2 separate regions of the Danio rerio genome follow, and region 2 is linked to region 1. A link is a contact called in public Hi-C data. All regions are on one chromosome and are shown on one strand. Each heading gives the region's core, a stretch centred on a gene start, on an enhancer-like site or on the middle of the called end of the contact. The rest is flanking DNA. Distances are from core to core; before and after follow the strand shown.

Region 1 (5,444 bases), core at 1,269-3,768:
CATGGGGGAGGAAAGGTGAGCTGAATTAATGTCTTTCAGCAGCATGCTAATTACCCCAAAAGTCTATTACCCTCCGGCCCTCTGAACACATAAACAAAAACACACTTTTCACGCCCAATGAGAGTGAAGTAATGTTTTCAGGATTGCAAAAACTCACACAACATATCAGTCACATCCCTTACGGTAAGCAGTATCACATTTCCTATCCAACGTACTAAATCACAAGCAGGTGGAAATGCTCTCGTTTAATCTCCTCTACTCAGTCTAATCCCATCCAGAGCCTTCTGTCTAAACACACTGATAACCACACACGAGCAGCCCGTCCGCTTGTGTATTCTTTCATTAATGACTGTGACTGGTCAGCTCTGTCCCTCCTCGTTCACCCTTAACACAATCTTCTAAACAATCTCGCTGCTCTTCCTCTGGGTTGGATTCTTTTATTGCTCTACCCTTTTGCTCAATTTTCCACATTGTTATTATGTGAGAAGAGCACTGGGCACTTCTAGTGTGAGTGACTGCAGAGAGTTTAGAGAAATTGGAGTAAGATGGGCTTTTTGTAATATTTTCTGAAGATGCGGTCAGGGTTTGGGGGGTCCATTGTCGCGATCTGTATGTAGCACACTTTAAGACTGGAAAACACCATTGTGTAGTGTCAGGCCATCAGTGAGCATCTGTCAGGCTAGCTTGTTTGGGGTATGTAGTAGGAAGGAGTTTGCCGATTCAGCATGTAGGATCAACATTGACCCTTAGTGAAAGAAAGCACTCTCATTGGCTGTTCAGCTACAAATCAGATCACAAGAGCAAAAACTGAAGTGATAAAACTAAGTAAACAATGCAAGTCGAGAGGAAACACAAAGTATCCGGTTGTCATCTTGTTACAATTCTTTAAACAACATGTTATATGTTTTTATAATAATCTCAGATGGGCGACATGGTGGCGCAGTGAGTAGCACGACTGCCACACAGCAAGAAGGTCGCTGGTTTGAGTCCTAGCTGGGTCACTTGGCATTTCTGTTTGGAGTTTGCATGTTCTTCCCATGTTCGCGCAGGTTTCTTCTGGGTGCTCTAGTTTCCCCCACAAGTCCAAAGACATGCGCTACAGGTAAATAGGGTAAGCTAAATTGTCCATAGCGTATGTGTGTGAATGAGAGTGTATGGATGTTTCCCAGTGATAGGTTGCATCTGAAGGGGCATCCGCTGCATATGTAAACCATGTGCTGGATAAGCTGGTGGTGATTCTGCTGTGGCGACCCCAGATTAATAAAGGGACTAGGCTGAAAATTAATGAATGCAACAGAAAATGAATGACTGAATAATATCAGACATATTTGCAGGAGCTAATCCCTCTGTGGTGAGTGAGAAGTACTGGAAATGATATGTAAAGGTTGCTTTGTTTAGGGTTTGTATGTGTGCAGCACTAGTTTCGGTTAGCCTGACCTACTACTTCCGACGAGATTCTGAAGTGCGCACCCCATGCACGCTGGGCTATCCCATGCAGCCCCACTAATGGGAAATGGGAGTGAAGCGACGCAACTGACGCGGGTAGGTCACATGACCATGAAAAAAAGGAGGATGTAGTACATCCAAATTCCATTAATACTTCTCCCATTCATACTGTATAGAACGTACTTTTCTAACGCCCGAGTAGTACTTTTAAATTCAAATGCAGTACCTACTGAGTAGTAGGCGGTTTCAGACGCAGCCCATGAATAAAACAAATTTAGTTAAAATTTAAATATATGAAACTATGTTTTATCTGTTATGTTTTGGTGCAGCAGCAATAACTGAAAAAAAAGCTTTAATAAAAAACACAAATATATAAAAAACAAAACTGAAAGAATATGATCAATAAAAGCTATAAAAGTAGATATAAATTAAAGGCAAGTATGTACTATAACCAAATAAATACATGTTATACATGTCAAGTCAATGTATAATGTGCGTTGATCAAAAATTACTATATAATAATAATTAACATTTAGTTGATGCTTTTAGGCCTGTTGACTGTCATGGATTCATAAGCTTTCACAGAAATTAACATATACATCATTTCAATTGTAGGGCAAAACAGGCCTCATCACAGTGAATGTAGACTCATTATGTGCTTATGCTGATGTACAAGAAGTAACATTTGATCATTCCTGCTCACATGTTGTTTTAACAACAGTTATGATATTATTGCAGTCGTTCAAAAATGAGGTAAGTTGACCCAGTTTGAGTTATATTCAATGCATATTTAGGTGACAATAAAAAACTGCTATTATATTATGATACCTGTTTATCAGTTTAAAGATAAGATTTCTTAAAAATTACACAAATAAGCTGTTTGTTAAAGACTTGAAAAGTCAATGTGAGAACTTAAGAATAAGAAAGCAGTCTGAAGGATTTAATTTATCTTTTATTATATTATTTTGCCAACTTAAATCAATTCAGTGCACTGCTTCAAGCTGTGCCATATTTATAGCTGTTGATTCAACCCACCCCAGGCCTGCTGTTGGATCTTACCCAACTTCCCAGCATTCTGGAGAAAAATGCCTGAACCATCAGATAAGGCTAACTTTTGTCTTTTCGTCTAGCGGTCACATCACAGCTCATGAAAGTAGCAACTAAGCTGTGGCTCATTTTACCCCGCTCTCCTTCTACACAGTCTGACCTTAAACCTACTTACATTTTTCTCCCTGTTCCTCTAATCTGCTTCTGCTTTTCATCTGCTTTTCACCCCCTGGCTGCTTTTGGGGTGTTTGTGTTTATTCTCGAATTCTGCCTCGCCATTTAATCTTCTTTTATGAGAATGTCTTACAGCATCTAAGCAGACGGAGGCACAAAGGAAAGACCTATAATGAAATCTGACCTGCCCAAGACCCAGACACCTACACCAAACCCCATCAAAGGGGGAATTTTAATACAGACCTTTCTTTCTCCTACACACAAACACACACAGATAGAGAGAGAAAGAGAGACAGACAGTGGTCTCAGGTGACCTGTTGTGTTCCACTTCTCTCTCTGTGGGTCATTAGCAATGCAATCTTAACAGGGTATAAAGCAATCTGTCCCCTGAGATGCCAGCATATTGAAAATCCACATGCTAAAATTGGCTATAAAACACTGCAACACAAAGCTGATTGGTGCTCAACATGCCAAACCAAAGAAGCTAATAATAATAGAATCAAAAAACATTCAAAATAAGAGTTCATAGCAGAAACACAGGAGCTGAAAGGATCTGTCCAAAGGGATTTGGAGATTAGGTGCTCAAACAACAACATTTTTGCAAATCTATGAAACAAAGAAATCTTTGAGGAAAGGATCTTTCTTAAGCTGCTCTACGTGAAATGGACACGGCAGTCTCAGGCTGTGTGCAAAACGCTGCCTCTGTAGGCGACATATTAGGCTAGAAAGGCAACAAGGCACATCTAAATCCAGTTATTGTGTCACATCTTGTCTACAGATATGTCTTTGTCTGGCATGCCTTTCACTGCCCGTGATATTCCACAACTATGTGCTTTTCATTTAGTTAAAGTTAAGCTAAAAAGTAATACAAAAAATCAGAATTAAAGAAGGAATCAGGGTGATGTCCTTTCAAACTAGCTTGCTAATCAGAAATGCTAATTTTAATAGCAGCTTTTCAGAAACGTTCTGGTGTACTATTGGTCCATTTGGGATGACAGAAAAGGTAAGTGTGGCTCTTCTTTTGCTTGAAAACCTCCTCCAGTTCAGTTCGTCATTGTCACACATACAAAATTAACTCAAAGACAGAGAACCTGCTTTATTGTAGAAATTGACTGAATTAAAACACTGACCTTGTAAAGCTTTATCTACTGCATGATGAGCTCTATATATGTGATGCAAGTATATATATATATATATATATATATATATATATATATATATATATATATATATATATATATATATATATATATATATATATATATATATTCTCACTGTCAATAGTGCTATTATTATAGGCTTTAAATACTGTCATTTTAGTTAAATGTTTTAAATTCATACAAAGAAATTTTTTTTTCTGTATTTTAGGGTCTGAAAGGTTAAGGTTGATCGTCTGTTAATAAATGTAACTTTCAGTAACACTTTAGATAAGGTGTCAATTCCCACTAATAACCAGTGGCTTATTACATACCTATTGCTAAGATATTGGCTGTTTATTAGCACTTATACAGCACATTTTCTGCATGATCTCATTCTACCCAATACCCAAACCCAACTATTACTTTCAGAACTATAAAAAAGAAGAAAATTGGGAGTTTGCTGAAGTAAATATTTGATGATTACCATTAATAGCGAGGATTAACGGAATACCTTCAAATAAAGTGTGTGCATTTCTAAGCAATCTTTTCTCATTTATTGCTAAAAAAAAAAGGAATATTTCAGTAATAACAGATTTGCTTTGTTTTCACACAAAAAAACTTACTTGTAAATCGTTAAACCATTATACTGCCTCAGAAGTATTTCCGAAATCAGTTTTGTGATGTACCCGCATGCTCAAACGCTTTTTGCCTAAAAACAACCATTGCCTGCTGCCTAAATGAATATTCCACATTAAAAAAAAAACAAGTCAACCGGCAGCTAGCTCTCTGCTAGTCTCACACGGTCACCCACTGAAGTTAAGCAGGGCTGGGCCAGTCAGTACCTCAATGGGAGACCACATGGGAAAGCGAGGTTGCTGCTGGAACTGGTGTTAGTAAGACTAGCAGGGGGCATGCTCAACCTGTGGTCTGTAAGGGTCCTAACACCCCAGTATTGATGGGGACTCTATACTGCTCAGTGAGTGCAGTCTTTCAGAGGAGACGTTAAACCGAGGACCTGACTCTCTGTGGTCATTAAAAATCACAGGATGTCAAAAAATAAGTAAGGGTTTAACCCTGGCCAAAAGCCCACTGGCATTTGTCCATCATGGCCTCCTAAAAATATCACCATATCATGATTGGCTTCATCAGTCTCCTCTTCACCAATCACCTGGTGTGTGCTCTGGTTCAATATGGCTGCCGTCATGTCACCCAGGTGGATGCTGCATATACTGGTGGTGGATAAGAAAAGCGTTATATAAATGTAAGGAATTATTATTATTATTAACAGTTTTGAGATGTATAAAGGAACAGCTTGCATAGAAATCCCTGTTAAAAAGAGCTTTTCTTCTGGCCAGCAGAGCCAATTCAGGGCATAGTTCAATTTTTTCAATAGACAAATATACATGACACGGTTTTATCAGCCAAGAACTTATAAAATGTTTTAAATGTGTCCAAGCAGCACCAGAATTTTCTTTTTCAAATAGAAAGATCTGTTACCAGGACTCCAGAAAACATTTCTGTACCGAGCAGAGAAAAAACACATGCGTGAGTATTCTGGGCTTTTATGTTCACATCCTGTTAAATTTTTGTCTTGTTTTTTATTTAGACCTCTTTGATCCATTTTGCATTAATAATTCT
Region 2 (5,393 bases), core at 483-2,982, 68 kb before region 1:
CACAGGCAAAATCACACCAAAATCACAACCTGAACCTGCTCATTTTAATCTTTCTGATACAGTTCTCAACATCCAGGATATGTAAAAGTAGGAAACATTTTCTTGTAAAAAAAATTGCAGATATTGTTAAACAGTCCAATTATGTTCCTTCATAAGACCTTAATGTATCATGGGTATTTATTTTGCCCTTATGTTTTTTCCTGTGCAGTTTTAGCTAAAATCTTATTTAATGTACTAAAGAACAAGTCGCCTACATTCTGGCTGGCTTGATGGTAAATTAACATAAAATATGGCTGAACTATCCCTTTAAGCAAAAATAATCTTCATTTCTTTGCCTACTCACAAAAGCTACTGCATGATAAAGAAACATTTTTTTTTTCTTTTCATTCACTTGTGTGGGTAAAACGCAAAGTACACCTGCATACGTTTAACATCTGATGTTGTGTTCCTGTGAATAAATAAGCCATATAATGTACGCATTTGGGTTGAAGAGTAGTAGTTTGATAAAAGTCTGACCGCGGGGAGGTGTGCGCGCGCCAGGAGACTTTGAGGATGGGAGATCCCGGAGTATGAACAGCTGAAACCCGGAGTCCTGACGTAGCGTTTTCCCACAGTTTAAAAAAAGATCTGCCACAGCATCTCTCTGGAAGTTCAATGCCATGCAAAGACGGAAACGCCACTGCAATCGTGCTGAATAGGGCTCTCAGGTTTAAATCTGATAAAGTCACCAAGGGACTGCGCACAAGAGTCAATGCGCAAAGCAGGATGCGTGGAAAGCAATTTAAATGCGAAAAGCGACAAAAGAAACGGCTTACTGGAAACAATATTATAAGACTTTTTTTTCCATCTTCCGCCTTGTATTGACAAAATATATTAATACATAAATATAAATATCTAGTGAACATTATTGCATTTTGTTCTACAACTTTGTCATGTTGAGCATGCTGCAACACAATAATTCCGTTAATAAATCACATTGTGACGAAAGAAAAATGGGTTTTGAGCATTGTTGAAATGTTTAAGATTTTTCATAGTTTTCTATATACTGCAACAATGTACAGGTTTTAGATTGGCATTATGCTATCATTCGAAAACTTAATATCACAGACTGCATTAAATAATAGTCATCATGAGTCGTGTGTCCCTGGTTGCAGTAATTGTGTCACGTAACGTTATATTGTGTAAAATAATTCACACACACGATGGCGATGGCAACATTAACCTTCTCACTTAAAGAGTGAAAATAGACAATCATTAACTAGCACACTTAAAGCACTAGACTCTCCTCACAGGAGCCGAACAAAGCTTAAACAGATCATTTACATCTTCATTGAGTCATCTTTGGCTTTGCGTTTGATGAATACTCATTAAAAGTTAAATTATCCAGATCCAAACATTTGGCTTACCTTTGTGTGTCAGGCGAAGACGCGGCACGTTGACTTTAGTACAGGAGCTTAACGGCAGAACCAACGCCACCAAAACCAGAACCGGTAATTCCATGCTGAACAGACCACTTTCAGTTTACCTTTCTTCACGTTATACTTTAGCTTTTATAAAGTCTTCTTTCAGGCTTCCTCATATAAAGGTTTGGACGAACTGCGCACACAAAAGGGCGCTGGACATCCACAGGTCCCTAAATGTGAGCAGGTCTCAGGTAACGTTAAGTTAGCTCTCTGCCCTTGTGCAGTTTTTCCACACAGCTCCAGCTCAAGCGCGCAAGTCTCCCTTTCTCTCTCTCTCCCTCTCTCTGTCTTGTCTGTTGCTCTTTCTCTCATGTAGTTCGTCCGTTAAGTCCCGAGAAACGCGCTCCCGCCCTCTCAGCGCCTCGAGAGCGAAACGGGTCCCCCGGTACTCGCCTTCAGTTCCTCTCTTTTGCGCTTCTTAGTGCCACCAAGGGCACAGTTTGCTAGTTCTCGGAAATCTTTCTATTTTTATCTACTTGCATATGCCTTTATAAGCGTTTAAAGTTGTTAGCGCACAAACAGTAGTCGCGTTCGCGTGAGGATGTAACCATAGCAACAGCAGGCGGCACGCGCGCTTTCCTCTTAGCTTCACGACGAGACAAACCTCAGAAGGATAGACTGCTACTACACCCAAAAATACTGACAGAAGTATCATTTAAAAGCAGAGCATGAAAAGCATCGAATAATTCATACGCTGCCCATGGCTTTTCTCCAAACAACCCATTCAAAGGTATTGCACATCTGCAGATGAAACCGTTGGGAGGAACACAAAACATTGACTTGGAAAATTATGCAGCCCACACTGAAACGAGTTTAGATCCGTCATAAATCAAACTAGCTTAAAACGGCTTAAAGCTACTTAAACACATGAGAACTGTGCCTAAGAAAGATTAATTTTGACCATTAATCACCATTTCCTTATACAAACAATTTTTTAGATATGAAATCACATGTAGGCCTTACACATGAGCTGCATGGTAGCGTGTTTTACAGTTTGAGTCATTATGGCTATTGTGGCTAAAACTAGTATTTATGATGGATCTTTTTTCGTTTAAGCACAATGAAATGAAGAAAAATGCTTAGTAAATTATTTATATTTAAGAACAAGCTAAACACTTCAAATAAGAACAAGCTAAACACTTCAATACATTTAGGAGGACTGTTTATCTTATCTACGTTAAGTACAGAAACTTGTTTCTACCATGTTTAACATAAAAATAGGCATTTTATCTCAATTCTGAGTTAACGACTCTGAGTTCTGAGGAGAACAAAAAGTCTAAACATTGAGGTTTAAACATACAATGATGACCCTTTTTTGCAATTCAGAGATGAGATCCTGTTGATCTAAGTTTATATCTTGTAATTCAGATTTTATTTCTCAAACTTCTGAATTCACAGTTAATGGGCTATATGCACACCAAGTGTTTTTAAGCCACTGAGAAAAATTTCATAAGGTTTCTTTTACAGCATCGATGTTGTAACCTGATTAAAATATAATCAATTAAATAGACTTAGGCATTCATTTAGTTGTTCAAGCGTAAAACGAGATGAAAGACCATTTTAATGCAAACGGGGCAGGAGCAGAAGCAACGGTAAATTCAATTTCCATATTTTAAAGACATGATGCGGAACAATCAAAATTTAATTCAGTAGTTCTTGTCCCATCCAATGTCCACTTTGTATCATGTCTCAGTCAGTTTTAATGAAATCAGATCTTAAAAGGGGTGATTTTGTAATGGTATGACAGTCACCAGAAGTGCTTGAGCTGTCTTATTGAAAAATTTCAAAAGTCTGTGTCCATATAGCCCATTAAAAAGTGCCTTGTTGCAACTACAAAAAGTGGCATGCTGCTATATTGCGTATAGCCTGCCTCAAAGCTATATCACAACATTCAATTATTTTTTTCTTTTTTCTCAAAACCACCAGATATAATGTTGCTATTCAAAATTGCAGGATAAACGATCCTGAGGCAAAAAAAAAGTCAGGAGTGCAGGATGTTAACTCACAGTTGCAGTTAGTTATGTTTCCATTCACCTGTTTTTATGTGCATTTTGGATATGTGCATTAAAAATGGTTGAAGGAAATGGCAAAATGTGCATAAAATTTTAAAAATATGCATAAAAATGTATGCACATAATTGATAAACTTTTTATTCAATAAAAAAAGATGCTTATAAGATACAATAGAAACACTTTTACCAAACAAATTCCAGTATGCACATTAAAAAAGTCATGTGATTTTGTTATGAGAGATCATGTGATTATAAAATTGTGTGTGGATGGACAAACCTGCAAGGCTAAGCACATTGTAAAACATCTGAAATGTTTGGTCATTCTAAAACACTTAACCATTTTGGTATTAGAGATAATATATTATTAATGTCCTCCAGAACTGTCAAGAGCGTCTATGCTCGCCATATCATGCCTTCAAATGCCACCACGCATTCATTGCATGTCAGCATTGTCTTCTGAGGGGCAATTTATTAAATGAAAAAAAGATTCACACAGATTCTCCTACTGTAGTAAATTCCATTTTTACTTTTGATATTTGATGGCAGTTAATCAAGTGATGATTTTGTTCTCTTTGACTCATTGAATGGAAACGCTGCTTTATTTGCACATCTTTTATACAATAATCCAGTTTTGTGCATAAATTTAATTCGCATCTTTGGATGGAAACATAGATATTGTTAAGTCATAATTGAAATTGGAAAATGTAAACAAAGAAGTTGTTGTTTTACGGTGAAAAAAGCTTCCATGAATGTACAATTTTCCCAATGAATGAACAAAAAAAAAAAACTTCCCTGCAGTTACCACAAATTCAATTTGTCTTTGGCCAGTACTCTTGCTTAGTCTACCTATAAATGTTTAGGCTTGACTGTTTGTTTGCCGAATTCTATTCTGATTACTTGGATTCCAGAATATATATCCTAAGGCCACACTCTATCTCTGCCTTGATCTGCTACTTGGCACTATTGTTGCAGCTCCAGGATTTTAATTAACTCAGGGGTTGTATTGGGGAGGTGCTTTCAAAAAGTGTCTTTTGTAAAACATCTTTTTCTGCCGGGGGGGTCCAAGAGGTCCTGATACTCTGGGAGCGTTTAGCGCTGTGGGATCTTTGATCAGGACAATCACACACCAAAAAAGCCGACGTCATCGGTGCATGATGTCAGCATACCACTTCCAGAGCTGTTACTCTCATAGCAACGGGTGATTGGAAATGACCAGGGAAAGGGAGAGAGAGAGAGAGGAAACTGTATTATATAGAGAGAGATCTCGGACACGGTATGACTGTTTGCCAAGTGCAAACTGTCTGGAGTACTAGAACCTGTTTTAACAGACCTTCATTTTATTGTCTAGGACGTTTTTTAGCTAAAGTCTGCAAAGAGTACTCAGTCATTCCATGTCCAAACACAGCAGCTCACGTCTAAATATACAGAAGGATTCAAGCAATGATTTAGACTGACAGCCAGAATGTTGGTGGGCCGGGAGAACAAATTTGAGTTTGAGAGAGTGTTCCTGTCTGTGTGTGTGTGTGTGTGTGTGTGTGTGTGTGTGTGTGTGTGTGTGTGTGTGTGTGTGTGTGTGTGTGTGTGTGTGTGTGTGTGTGTGTGTGTGTTTGTATGTAGTTTAGATCAATGCTTTTATATTACTATCACTTGCGTTTTCTACATAAAGATGTACTAATTATTATTATTACTTATTATTTATATTTAGTCACAAATTAAGATGCACTACCATTCAAAAATATGGATAAAGAACATATACAGTTGAAGTCAGAATTATTAGCCCCCCCCCCCTAATTTCTGTTTAACGGAGAGCAGATTTTTTTTTCAACACATTTCTAAACATATTAGTTTTAATTAATTTCTAATAACTGATTTATTTTATCTTTGCCATAATGACAGTACATAATATTAGACTAGATATT

Evidence for each region. A called contact is a pair of places that touch in the nucleus more often than the background predicts.
Region 2: a Hi-C map of an unstated tissue shows a contact between it and region 1, with 2.3 times the contacts expected there. The contact joins the promoter of sema3bl here to the enhancer-like site in region 1. A contact is called at or near these places in 2 of 18 Hi-C or Micro-C datasets (caudal fin and an unstated tissue) and 1 of 4 datasets of contacts at active chromatin or transcription factors (caudal fin).

What each region holds. Positions count from the first base shown.
Region 1 is chr8:28,351,290-28,356,733 of GRCz12tu, reverse strand. It overlaps a transcript of zgc:136971 not described here. Among named protein-coding and RNA genes, the nearest start is that of zgc:136971, 21 kb to the right of the region's middle. Within about 2 kb of position 2,518, at least 5 of the 62 cell types and tissues checked have an H3K27ac peak or open chromatin away from gene starts, as enhancers often do.
Region 2 is chr8:28,418,351-28,423,743 of GRCz12tu, reverse strand. It overlaps sema3bl (sema domain, immunoglobulin domain (Ig), short basic domain, secreted, (semaphorin) 3bl), which reads right to left and starts at 1,732. Exons shown (of 15, transcript NM_001122712.1): 1 at 1,407-1,732. The coding sequence starts at 1,500.